Linked DNA regions of Mus musculus: region 2 is linked to region 1. The links are chromatin contacts, called in public HiChIP or PLAC-seq maps. All regions are on one chromosome and are shown on one strand. Each heading gives the region's core, a stretch centred on a gene start, on an enhancer-like site or on the middle of the called end of the contact. The rest is flanking DNA. Distances are from core to core; before and after follow the strand shown.

Region 1 (6,676 bases), core at 2,115-4,614:
TAAGTAGTTAAAAAGCACAAATTGACTTATAAATTATTAAATCTAACACAAACCATAATATTCCATTTTCTTTTGCCACCTTAGAAAGTCAGAAATAAACAGGACACAGAAAATTTTCCTTTATAGTTGTGGTTATCCTTTTCACAATAACCCATCAGGTTAGGTGAACTTTTATCAATCAGCAAAAAATTACAAACAAAAAGTTACAAAGCTTCTTTTAAGACAAAACTTACCCATCTAGAACTTCTGCTTGGTAGGGGATTTCGAGTTTAGAATAACTCTTTTCCTTTGCTTTAACAGTTATTTTCCCAGAAAATTGAGATGGCTTTTTTGCTCTCGAAGCTGCAAGGAAGCATTAAAAAAAAATCATCTATTTATGTGTGTGTGTGAGGGTATTTTTGAAATGTAAAAAAATTACATTTCCTTATGTGTGTGTGTGTGTGAGTGAGTGCGGGTGAGGTGTCATGTGGCACACACATTGACAATTTTCAGGACTATCCTCTTTCCTCCATGTGCGTTTTCAGGGACAGAACATATGCTGTCAGGCTTGCAGCAGCGAGGCCTGAACCCTGAGCCATGTAGGCAGCTTCTTACTTTTTACTGCTCGTAAGTCTGTGTGACTTTATGCAAACTGAAAGTTTTGTTTCTGAAAAAGGAAAGCTTTTACACTGGCCAACAGCACACTTGCAAACCGCGCTCACATTTTATATAAAAAGCAGGTTATCTTTCCTGTAGCGAGGCAAACAGGCTCGTTTGAGGCGCTGGTGTCACTTAGGACGGCAGGCTCCTTAACCCTCAGTACAGTGAGCATGTGAGGACCATGCAGACTCTCTCCCACACTGCTGCGCTTGGTTGGCTGCTGCCACCCTCACCGACTCCCTCATCTGATGAGCCGGGGTGTGAGCTGGGGACTCTGGGCAGATGTGGGTGTTGGAGCACCAGGCTCAGCTTTATCGCTCACTCCATGCTCCGATAAGACAGGTGTATTGGATGAAATGGGCATGTCCGGGGTATCAAGACCACAGAAAAGACATGCTCTTCCGAGTTTCAGTTCTTATTTAATTGTATATCTAGTTGAGCAGCTGTTATGTCATAATTTAAAATTTGCAGTAATAAATTCAATAAATTTCTCTTAAAACAAGTGAAAAATGGAATGAAGACAGACTGTAAACATGCTGACGTCTGAGCTAATGTTTCAGGTGAGACTGGGTATGACCAGGGAGGCGTGGTTCTAGATATGAAATAACACATCAAATGATATCTATCACTTGTCTGAAATAGTAGCTAATTTGACAATACATAAAGGCTCTTATTTTAGCTTAGACAGGACTGTCTGCTTTGCTTAAAAAGTCAACACAGAAAAATGTTAAAAATAATATTTTTGCCTGTGAACCAAAATGTGCTTCTGGAAGTTAAATATAGTATCAGTTAATTAAAACACCCAATGACTTCATAACTAAGGTAAATGTCGACTGCTGTGACTAGTTATCCCACACTACAGAAACTTCCGACCCTAACACATCTGCTTAGGTTTCCTGATTGTACATACTGTTTTAGGTTTGTGGAGTTATATTATGAATTAATAAAGTAAGTTAATGATGAATCTTCATAGGGGAAAATCAATTGAGGCAGTAGTATTAAAATAGTCTGGATTTCTATATTAACTCATCAACATAGGAGCTTTCTAGTTTGTCAAAATAATAACCACTCTAGGAGAAAAAAATGAATATTTACCATCAAAACTAATGCTGGCAACCTTGGTATATTTACTTTCAGAAGCTTTTAACGTAACTGGTTTAAAATGTACCGTGATAGCGTCATTTTGTGGTGTTGGTCGAACACTCTGCGAAGAAAACAAACCTGTTATTTTAGTCTAGTAGTTTAGGTAGAAAGAAAAGCATACACAAACGTAAGGCGTAATACTAGTAGCTGTAAGTGAAATAAGACAAGAGCAAAGCCCGACTTTCACAAGAACACTGTATGAAATGCAGTGATGGCAAAGTATGAGATGACTAAGTATGACACCTCAGGACGAACTCACACATGGGAAACCTAAAGGTCTCCTTCTCTACATGAAAGCCTACTTTCTAAGATAAGAGGACAAGAAGATATCTCAAGACTCATCCATCTTGAAGAAAGCCACACACAAAGGTGCCCTGAAACTGTGTCCTAGTAGGAAGAGTGAGCACACCTCAGGGCACTGTGACCCCATGTGGCCTCTGCAGTGTTTCTCCCCAGCTTGGCAGGGTAAGCACGGTCCACTGTCAAAGGGTAAGGCTGCACTCTAGTGAGCACTAGGGACTGAGGCTCACTACAGAGGCACTGAACTTGGAAGTGAGGCTCGGATGCTTACAACTTAGGAAATCAGGTCTATCTACACAAACTTAAAGTTAAGACAAACAAACAAATAAACAAACACCCCACTAAATGGTGTATTTTTAGTATATATTTAAATTGAACACTTTATAAGGTTTATTTTTTTAAATTATCCTCAATGATACAAATCATTTTAACTGAAAGAATTCAAAGATATCAATTCTATCCGCACTGTTCTAATAAAGAGAGCCTCGGGCTGGTGAGATGGCTCAGTGGGTAAGAGCACCCGACTGTTCTTCCGAAGGTCAGGAGTTCAAATCCCAGCAACCACATGGTGGCTCACAACCATCCATAACGAGATCTGACTCCCTCTTCTGGAGTGTCTGAGGACAGCTACAGGGTACTTACATATAATAAATAAATAAATAAATAAATAAATAAATAAATAAATAAATAAGCAAATCTAAAAAAAAAAAAAAGAAAGAAAGCCTCAGAGTATAACGCAATGTTTCAACAGTCGGGTACCGAGAGGACTGAAGCCAGGCTCCTGACTCGGTACAGGGCCACTTGTCTGACATCCTGGTATACAAATTGCACAGTAACCTTAATTCTAAGTATCAAATCATTGGGGCTGTGTGAACTTGACATCAAAGCCCACTTATCCCCCCCCCTCCCCCCAGGACAATCCTCCACCTGTGAAGCTCATGCCTGCTTCACGGCCGGCAGGGCACTAGATTCCTCCCCAGTCGAGGCTGATCCTTATAAAGGAGAACTCTTCCCAGTCTGAGCATCAAATGTGAGTCCCTTGAAGCCACAACAGAAGTGAGAAGAATATGAAAAAGGACACTGGCCTGCAGCCTGGTGCTTGCTATGGCAGGGACTTAAGAAGATTAGAGTAACTCCAGGGCCTGCCAGGGCAGCTCACTCTCCCACGCACTGCCATTAGCCCTGGGGGCTAGCAAGACCTCACAGGCTGGGGCACCCTAAGGACTGCTCCCTCCCTCCCGCAGAAGCACTGCTGGAATCCTTGCACCTCTGCTCTCCCAGCATGAGCTTCTCATCTGCTTCACTGTGCGCTGAAGACTGGGCTGGGAACCAGAAGATCTGCTCACAGCAATTCCTTACTTATCAATAAGCTTACTGTTAGTAGCAACCGTCTAAAACACAGACCTCTCCATCCCCTCAAGCATATGTAAGCATTTTGAGAGTAAACAAAGAACAGCTAGAACTGTGAGCTAAGCTGCAAATGGAAGGAAGTTTCTTTTGCTTTTATTGCACGATTTTACCACCCGAGCAAGGGAAGCCACGGAGCACACGTGGCAGGCAGGCAGGCAGCAGGAGTGCAGCTGGAGCCCCAGCTGCTCGTGGCCACACTCAGGCTCACTTCCCCACCTGTGAGAATTTCTCTAGGGTATGATCTGTCTGCGGAGCTAGAGAGCTGGCCTTGTGAGCTGAGGCCTCAGAGGGCTTTCCTTCACTGTCTACCTTGTGAGACAGCAACAATGGAAGCACGGCCATGTCCAGACATGCTCCCTTGCTGCAGCGGTTCCTGAGGGGCCACACCGTAGCATGCTCTCTGTGGTAGCAGCCTTGCAAAACCGTACCAGAAAGAACAAGTCATGTTTTTTTGCTGAGATACAGTTGTTATAAGCAGGAAGATCTTAAAATACATGTTGAAAAAAAATGATTCTTTCACTTCAAATGCAATACTTTAAGCATTGCCAAATGAGAGAGAGAATTTACATTCAGAGTTATCACTGCAAAACATACTGCACTAATAGTGAACAAATGTAAAGTTGGTGAGCCACTTTACACAAGGAGTCTGAACTGTGCACTCTTAAAAATAAACCTGAATCATCAGGTAAAACTCATTTGTCTAAGGAAATAACAAATAAATAAATAACAAACAAAAATCACAATAAAATACTTAAAGTTCATTCAGGTAACTTAAGATGAAAAAATTATTCAAAATCATTGCCTTGTAATGAACTTATTTATACTAGCCACTTTAGTACTAGTTACTAACTACTGCTAATTCAAAGATGACTTAAGAAATGGGAAAGCAGGGCTGGAGAGATGGCTCAGTGGTTAAGAGCACTGACTGATGATCTTCCAGAGGTTCTGAGTTCAATTCCCAGCAACCACCTGGAGGATCAAAACATCTGTAATGGGATCTGATGCTTGCATCTATTCTTAATACATGTTTAGTCTTTTCTCATGATATTCAGGTCAAACTAGCACTCAGTAATTATGTCAGGTGTGGTGTGCATGCCTATAATCCCAGTACCTAGGAAGCTGAGGTAGATCTCTGTGAGTTCAGAGCCACGTGTGAGACCTTGGTTTTTTGTCTTTTTTTAAAAAAAAGATTCCAAGACATATTGAGCAGTCAGAGCATGCCAACAAGCGAGGGGAAACCGGCTAGTACATAGCAACTGGATATTTTGTGTATACATTCACTAGAGCAAATGTCAAGCTGATACAAATGGCTCCCACTCATCAACTACCAAGGAAGCTCATGCAAGCCTCCCTTTGAAGATATCTGAGGCACATGGGTGTCATGATATCAGGAAGGCTGTTTTCTCAGTTACATGACAGACAGGAGGGCCTGAATGTGGGCCTTCTGTGCATGGTCAGGGGATCACATCTGGAGCTCCCTGAATTGCTATCACACACTGGGAAGGACCACAGTGTTTAAAGAGAGAATAGATCTTGGAAGAGAAATGAATAAAATACACATTAACATTCAGCACAGCCTAACTGGAGGAAAATGACTTCTCTAAAGACACACCAGGCTCTAATCTTGTTATACTATGTGAAAGAAATGCTGAAATAAACAGAAAGCACGACAAAGCAAAGCTTGGTTCTCAGAAAACTCAGTTTTCAGTGAATGTAAGAGAGAGATCTACGCCCATGTGACCTCCCCGACTGAGCACCATGACAGCACTGGCTGGTCTCTCTCATCTTTTACGCTTGTGCCAAAGTAGGCACAGCGTTTGTCTACAATGTGTAAGTCGGCTGATCCTTTCCTTACCACACTTAGATGGACCCAAAGAAGTCTGGGTTCAAAGTGAGCTCAACGGTAAGGGGGACTTGGGCAGTCTGAGCCACAGCTCCACCTTCAGGATGCAGTCTAGTGCACAGCTGATGCTGACAGTTATTAAATGAACGAGTAGATGAATGAAGACCAGGATTCTCATATCCTACATACAACCAAGAGTCTACAGGTCACCACAATACAGAGCAAGGACTTAACCCTGCTGTTAAATCACACAAACGCATGTGCACGTGTATGCACACACAGTGTGAGTATGTGTGTGTGTGTGTGTGCGCCGACACTCAAAAACTTACTGTTATTGGTACATCCTTTGTTCCTGAATTTAGTAAATGAAGATTTAAAACCTTTGGTAGATCTGTTGAAATGGAAGAAAAGAAGTGTTTCTTTAAAAGGTGTGCTTCACAGCAAATTAGAATCTTTACCTCATCAAATACAATGCAAAATTAGTATAGTAAAAGCAAATTAAATTTCAAAAATATGGCCTTTAATCCTGGACAAGTAAGTCTTAATTACAAATTACAAAATCAATCTCAAATTTTGTACTTTTTCCTTAATCATCATCATCATCATCTTAGCTTGGTTGTTTATAATTTTAAAATTAGAATTCTTTCTTTGATCACTAAGATAAATAAAAATATTTATTACATTGAATGTGTGAGGAACTAGATTAAGAAACTATTTTCTGGGGGCTGATGAGATGGCTCAATGGGTAAGAGCACTGACTGCTCTTCCAAAGGTCCTGAGTTCAAATCCCAGCAACCACATGGTGGCTCACAACCACCCATAATGAGATCTGATGCCCTCTTCTGGCGCATCTGAAGACAGCTACAGTGTACTCAAATACATACTTATTTATAATAATAAATCTTTTAAAAAAAGAAACTATTTTCTGACTCCGTTTTCTACCTGAAGATTCAAGTTACCTCACCCTATTTTCTCACCGGGGAGGAGGTTTCGAAAAAACACTTTCTACAAAAATCACAGGACCCACTGAGAAATGGCTTTCAAGTTGAATTACAAGCAGAGCCATCAGAACTGAATCCCAAGTGGATTACTTTACGGCTCATGCTGGTCTGAATGAGAATGGCCCCCACAGGCTCAGACATTTGAATGTCCCCAGAGGTAGAGCTATTCTGAAGGATTAGGAGGTGTGGCCATGTTGTCAGGGTGGGCTCTCCTGGCCTCCAACTAGCAGGTAACACGTGTGCTCCTGGCTACTCCTCAAGCACCATGCCTGTCTGCCTGCTGCCATGCTCCCATGACGATGGTCATGGATTAACCGTTAGAATTCTAAGCAACTCCCCC
Region 2 (6,676 bases), core at 2,263-4,762, 680 kb after region 1:
TTTGAGGCCAAGCAGAGCAAAAAGTCAGAGGCTGAGAGAGAAGCCAGACTGAATCAGTCAGCTTGCAAAGGAGTTTGAGCCAGACAAGTTGAGTTGAATCAGCCAGCCAGAGCTCAGAAAGGACTAGAAAGGGCAGCTTATTCAGCAGCAAGCCACAGAGGCTGAAAACATTCTAGGCCTAGATTGTATGGAGGCTAGAAGCTTCTAGGACCAGGCCTAGGTTAGCAGACAGAGGCAGTAAGCCTCCCAGACAATAATTTCAACAGGAGAATAAAAGTTACTTTTACAGAGGGTAGGTACGAGGGAACGGCAAATGATTTGGGATTGGGGTACATACTGTGAAATTCACAAAGAATAAATAAGAAACAAAATATTTTTAAAGGATAAAATTCAGTCTGAGAATTACTGTTTGAGTTCACCAGACTCTATAATGCAACAGGCTCTAAGATGACTTGGTGATCCTGGGGTGCCCAGCTCAGCCCCAGCCATTCACCTTGAGTGTGAGAAGGATAAAGCTTTGTTCTCATGAACAGAATACATGATAAAGCAGATAGATGGGTCTCACCTCTGGGATGATGGACTATTTAAGACTGTCTTGCTAGCAAATGTCCTCTCTATAAAGACCCCCTCCATCTCCACCCTAAGCTGGCTTTGAAGAAACAAGAAGCTGAACTTCAAGGCCCATGTGAGCAAGAACTCAGAGCTACCTCCAGCCAAGAGCTAACAGGAGACTTGGCTTCATGCCTACAACCATGAAGAATGAATTCAGCCAACAACCTCAAAGATTCTGGACACAAACTCTTCCCCAGGCAAGTCTCAAGATGGTGGTGCAGGCAGATGGCACCTTCAGTTCAGATTTCTGAGACACCCCCTCCCCCCCCCCCACACACCCTGGAGAGTATCCTGGTCTACAGACACTGAGATTATACAGTGAATGCCATTGTTAGCCACAAGAACTGTGGCAATTTGTAAAGCATATAAATTTATATATGCTACTAAAAAACAACTATTGACGTTTACTATGAAGTTGTCCATAAAGACAGTTTTAGAATGTTAATTTCCAGTTGAAGGATTTTTATGAGATCAAGAAATCTATAAAAGACACACTTTCTGTTCTTGCTATGTACCATTAAAGGCCAAGTGTTATAAACAATAATTCTCTAGCAAGCAGAAGGCACAAAAGGGTGAAGTCCTTGGAACCCAGGCAACAACAGATTGATGTCTCTGAATGTCTCTTTACCTCATCTGTTCTATATGGGGACTAGAAAAGGTACCAACAGGTGCACAAAAAAAGCAACCAAAAAAAGTCCACAGGGCTGGAGAGATGCTCGGCAGTTAGGAACACTTGCTGCTCTTATAGAGGACCAGAGTTCGGTTCTCAGCACCCGTGTCAGATGGCTAACAATCACCTAGAACTCCATTCTTGAGTGTGAGAAGGAAAAAGCTTTGTTCTCATGAACAGAATACATGATAAAGCAGATAGATGGGTCTCACCTCTGGGATGATGGACTATTTAAGACTGTCTTGCTAGCAAATATCCTCTCTATAAAGACCCCCTCCATCTCTACCCTAAGCTGGCTTTGAAGAAACAAGAAGCTGAACTTCAAGGCCCAAAGGACCTGATACCCTCTTCTGGCCTCTGCTGGTGCAACATCCATGAACGGAGGGGGGTAGGGGAGAGGGAGGAGGAGGGGCAGGGGCACTGGGGAGGGAGATGTCGGGCTCACTACAGTCAAGGGCTATGTATAAGGCTACATGCCACACAGGAAGCTCAGATGAGTACTATTCTACTCTAGCCACACACACCTCAAGCAGAATCCGAGTCCCATTCTTCCTATCCCATCAATTACAGCCAAATCTAAAGTTCCACTGTGACACAAGGTCCTGGTCACATGAACATGCAGGATATACTTCATACAACTCAGCGTTGAAGGCTTTTACCCTACTCCAGCAGTAGATCTCCCCAATGAGGGGGTCAGCGGAGACCACATGGAAGGATAACTTCTTCTGGTCAGGAGTGTCCACAGAGGCCATCTGGAGTAGTGCCTACCTCCCTGCCTACACAGGTCTGTCTCCCTGCTGAGAATCAAAGGCCATGTCAGGTTCCCAGATTCCCACCCACCCATCCCTACCTGGGAATAAGGAGCCTGGGTACAGCTCTCAGAAACTCCTTGGGTCTCGTATATCCGAGGCTGGCACTACAGTGGTATAGCAGTGCTTAGTGTGAGGTCTCAAACCCAGGACAAATGCTAAGGTACTTATTACCATATCTGAGCAGACTCTGGCCTCAGCTTCTCCCTGCATCCCTCACAGTCTCTACCCTTGTATTGTAACTGGCACACCCCATCCCCTTCTCTAATCTTCTGCCACCAGGGACAGAGCTGGTTTGCCCTTCCCCCAGTGGCTCTTCCCTATATAATCCAGCCATTTTGGCTACTCTGGCCCTTTCTATCTCTTGGCCTCTTTGTCTTCTCCTCTTCCTCCCCTCCCCTGCCCCTTCACATGGCATAGCTCGGTCTGCTGGTCATGTCCACCCTGGACTCTTCCAGATGCCTCTGGCTGTCTTCTCCCTCGTATATACAATGAGCCTTCTCCTCCACCATACTCAGGAGTAATCGCATTCTCCTTTTATTTTTTTTTTCCATTCACCTAGCACCCCTCGTCCATTTGCCTCCCTCACTCCAACCCTTCAGTCCCCATGTACTCTGGAATCCACTGGCTGACCTTGATGCCCTGCCAACTTTCTCCTCTACAAAGATGCAGCTACAAACCCTTAAAAGGCTCCTGCCGATCTCTCTGAAAGACCTCCAGTGTTATCTGAGACCATCCCTTGCTGCATCATGATCAAATTTGTAGGCCATCCTCCCAGCCAAACCGTCTCCATCTTCAGTTTTGTTGGGGCTGATCCCCCCACCACCACCACCACCAAAATCATCCCAGCTGGGCCTGATGATCATCCCTCACAATGGAGGGGACAGCAAGGAAGGGTCATGAGACTATCCAGTCACCCCTTGCAGTAGTACATAATTCTGCCCTAATTTCACAGGGTCTGGGAGAGTAAGGAGGCATAAGGAGAGTGTGGTATAACTACACTACAAGCAGACTTTCCAATGTGGCTGCTTTAATGTCACTTCCACTCCTGTCCATAACCCCTGACCCACTGTTCTGTAAGGAAGCCTATGCATTCACTGGTTCCCTTAGGTGACCTCTGAGAACGGTACCTTAGAAGGAGGACCTTAGGACCTTAGGGAAGGAACTTTGGCAGCAGCATTGCACCCAACCCATCCTTCTTCCTTCGTTTCCTGAAACTTGGTCTACCTCTGAGCCTCCTGGTGGATCTTGGAAGCCTACTTGGAAGATGGTTGGAACACCTGCTGACAAAACCTCACAGTTAAGTAGGGGAAAGAGCTAGGTCTCATTATGTTATAGTGCCTTAGATACAAAGTAGCTAGACAGAGAACAAAGGTCTGAAGAGCTTCACAGCCACGCAGCAGGGGGTTGTCTCAGCAAATCCAGAAAGAGGCTAGAGGAAACAGGTGCAGCCTGCAAGAACTGAACTGCAGTAGAATTGTACAGGGCACACCTAGGCCCTCTAGCAGGAGGTCCGACAACATAAACAAAGGGTTGCAAGTCCATCACAGATTTAATACCCAAGGCTGTTGTGGGGTGGGAGGATAATAGTTAAACCACACGGCTCATAGAATTAACTCAGGTACAAGCAGCCTCTTAAGAGTTTCACACCAGTTTGCAGATGCCAGCATAGGGCTAGCCATGCAGGTGGCCTTTCTGATGACAAGTCCCAGGGGTCAACTATGCCAGCTCTTTTCTGTACACTAGGAATTCTGCTAGTACTTCTCCACTTAGCCCCAAACGTCAACAACAAAGGCAGATCAGCTTAGATTCTCTTCGATTCTTTTTAAACTGTGAGAAAGTGATCAAGGTCAAGACACATAGCTCAGGGGTTCAGTGCTAGCTTAGCATGCATGAGGCCCTAGGTTCAATCCCCAGTGCTAACAAAAGAAACTGATCAATCATTTATGGAGAATGTATCAAATATTACATAGCTAAACTATGATTGTATTAATAGAATACTGCATACCAAGTAAACTTATGACACAGGAGACAACTATCCTACAGTAAACAATAAAAGTAAGTTATGTGCCTAGTATGATGGTCATTTTAAAGATGATACAGGGCAGGCAAGGTGGCTTGCTACCAAGCCTGAGGACCTGAGTTCAATTCCTAAGACCTACATGATGGAAGGAAAGAACCAACTCCTCCAAGTTGTCCTGACCTCCATACACACACACACCATTTATTATTATTATTATTATTATTATTATTATTATTACTATTAATACAAGGGTCTTTGTGTAGATAGTTCTCACATGGTTTTGTTGTGTGCTAAGCGAGTTTGTGTGGAGGCTGGAGATCAATGCTGGGTGCCTTCTCTATTGCTCTTCATCTTATAGGCAAAGCTCAGCATTGTGACTAGACTAGCTGGTCAACTCCCCCCCACCCCCACCGTGAGCCTACTGTCTCCACTACCACCAGGATTACCAAAAGGAAAAAGGCAGCTTTTTGCATATGTACTGGGGGGGGGGGGGTTCAGAACCGAAGGTCTCATGGTTATGTAGCTAAGGCTTACCCCACCACCCCAGCCTACAGTGCTCAGACTTTTGTTCTCAAAATAATCAGTGAGCCTTAAAGAGCTTTTATATGAATTATACCAATATTCATATTAGTAATTCATGTTAGGATCTATCAAAAATACATGCTATAAAATTCAGGAGGACACTTTGAAAACACCAGCAAAGCTGGGCATGGTGATGCCTGCCCCACACCTGGAAGGCTAACACAGAAGGGTTATGAGTCTGAGTGTAGTCTGAGCTACGCAGTGATGCCCTTTCTCAATAACACAGAACAAAGCAAACAAGAAAAAGAGTATCATGCTTTATCCAATCTCATGCATGTCTGGCTTAGCAGAAAACAACTCTCACAACTACGCCTGCTCCTTTACAACACTGGAGCAGGCCCCTCGCTTACTACTATGAAATCGTCTCATACTTGTAAGCCTCCCGAACAGGCTAGAGGTCTTGTTTTCTTCTAGATTACATTTTGAGACCCACTAGTACAGAAAAATGAAAGCCAAAGGTTGCAAATGCTGCCGCAGATTCCTCTCGCTGGCCTTTAAAACCCCCAGGCATTTGCATCCCACTAAGCAGCCAGTCCTCCTCCTGTCTCTGTGCTGTCGGAGATGAGATGCCTTTATCCAGACAGTCACCGTCCACTGGGTCTACAGCTGGACAACTGCTCCTATCTCCAAGATCTACTTGGCAGTCTTTCTGAAGTAGCACCAAAAAGCCAGTTAGCTAATGTTCTGTAATAACCCAATGTTCTCAATTTAGTCTCCTCTAATATGTCACCCATGAATAATTTCCTTTCAGAGTTAAGAATACACGCAGCATAGATTCCAGACAACCTGGAGCACAGCACATGCCTGAACAGCTTTCCAACCTGGAAAAATTCGATTAGGAGACTGTTTTAGGAAATGGCTGCCAGCCAGCTAAGCTGAAGGGAAAATAATAGCATTCCCAGGCCAAGGGGCCCAACTGTCAACGTTAATACATAAACAAGACAGGCTGCTGGCCAACTTGGCAGAGCCCAGGTCCACACTCTGGCCCCTCTTAGGACTTGTTTTGAAACCAGGTTCTCACTTATAATGCCTAACTACCCTTTTCACATACACAGGCAGCGTGGCCACAGCAGTGATCTCATGGGCTGGGTTTTCAGAGCCCCTTACAAAAGCTGCTCTTCACAGCACCTGATGAGACAGGGGTGCCTGGCTTCTGGCAAAAAGGCAAGTGGAGACTCACAAATCCTCTCTCCATGAAAGCAACTACAAGGCTGGTTAAGAGTCAAAAACGGCCATTTCAGTTACACTGGAAGTAAACCAGAGACGGTTCAGACTGGCAAGTGTTCACTCATTTAAAAAAAAAAAAAGAAGCCTGGATTTGGAGTCTAAAGAACAGCACAAAGCCTCCCGCACCTTCTTGCTGAAGCTACCCTTATCCCTCCCCAGTTCTGCCATGTCAGAAGGTCAGCAAGGGGTGGGGAGGCAGGCCTTGGAAACTAACTTCCCTGATCCCCCAAAGGGTTCATCTGATGCCCAGTGTTGCCAGTGCACTTAGCAATTGACAGGCAGAACAAAGACTAGCCCCAGGCTCTTGCTGCATTTGGAGTGGGCAATGGGCTGGCAGACCAGCCAAACACTCAACAGGAGTCCCCAGAAGACAGCTCTGCAAGGTTTCAAATGCTCTTTACAAATGCCAAGTTGACCAGAGGCTATGAGCATGCACAGCAGCAACCGGAGCCAGTCTAAGCTATGCACATACACACCTGGCCAATAGAACCTGCACACACACGGAGAAGAGTTAGCACAACAGCCAGAGGGAATCCATGCTGGGACAGATGGGGGCAGGGTGTGTGTGTGTGTGTGTGTGTGTGTGTGTGTGTGTAGCCCAGAAGGCAGCTGTCCACTTGGCCCCACAACTGAGAAGTCTTACAGTACTGGATTGAGCTGAACCCCACACTATGTGGACACCAGTGTGAGTATAACTGATGTGATCATAAAAAGAGAAGGAGCTATATGTTCTGGCGGGGAGTGTGGGGAGGG

What was found. HiChIP or PLAC-seq counts read pairs in DNA pulled down with a chosen protein or histone mark.
Region 2: a contact with region 1 is called in an H3K27ac HiChIP or PLAC-seq map of T-cell acute lymphoblastic leukemia, with 3 times the contacts expected there. The contact joins two enhancer-like sites. A contact is called at or near these places in 2 of 115 datasets of contacts at active chromatin or transcription factors (T-cell acute lymphoblastic leukemia and embryonic stem cells).

The regions. Positions count from the first base shown.
Region 1 is chr1:36,827,832-36,834,507 of GRCm38.p6, forward strand. It overlaps Tmem131 (transmembrane protein 131), which reads right to left. Exons shown (of 41, transcript NM_018872.2): 11 at 5,665-5,726; 12 at 1,735-1,843; 13 at 234-342. Among named protein-coding and RNA genes, the nearest start is that of Zap70, 69 kb to the left of the region's middle. Within about 2 kb of position 3,365, at least 82 of the 459 cell types and tissues checked have an H3K27ac peak or open chromatin away from gene starts, as enhancers often do. A contact at or near this core is called in T-cell acute lymphoblastic leukemia, where this site is marked.
Region 2 is chr1:37,506,894-37,513,569 of GRCm38.p6, forward strand. The region is part of intron 2 of Mgat4a (mannoside acetylglucosaminyltransferase 4, isoenzyme A); the gene reads right to left. Among named protein-coding and RNA genes, the nearest start is that of Gm39627, 6.7 kb to the left of the region's middle. Within about 2 kb of position 3,513, at least 18 of the 459 cell types and tissues checked have an H3K27ac peak or open chromatin away from gene starts, as enhancers often do. A contact at or near this core is called in T-cell acute lymphoblastic leukemia, where this site is marked.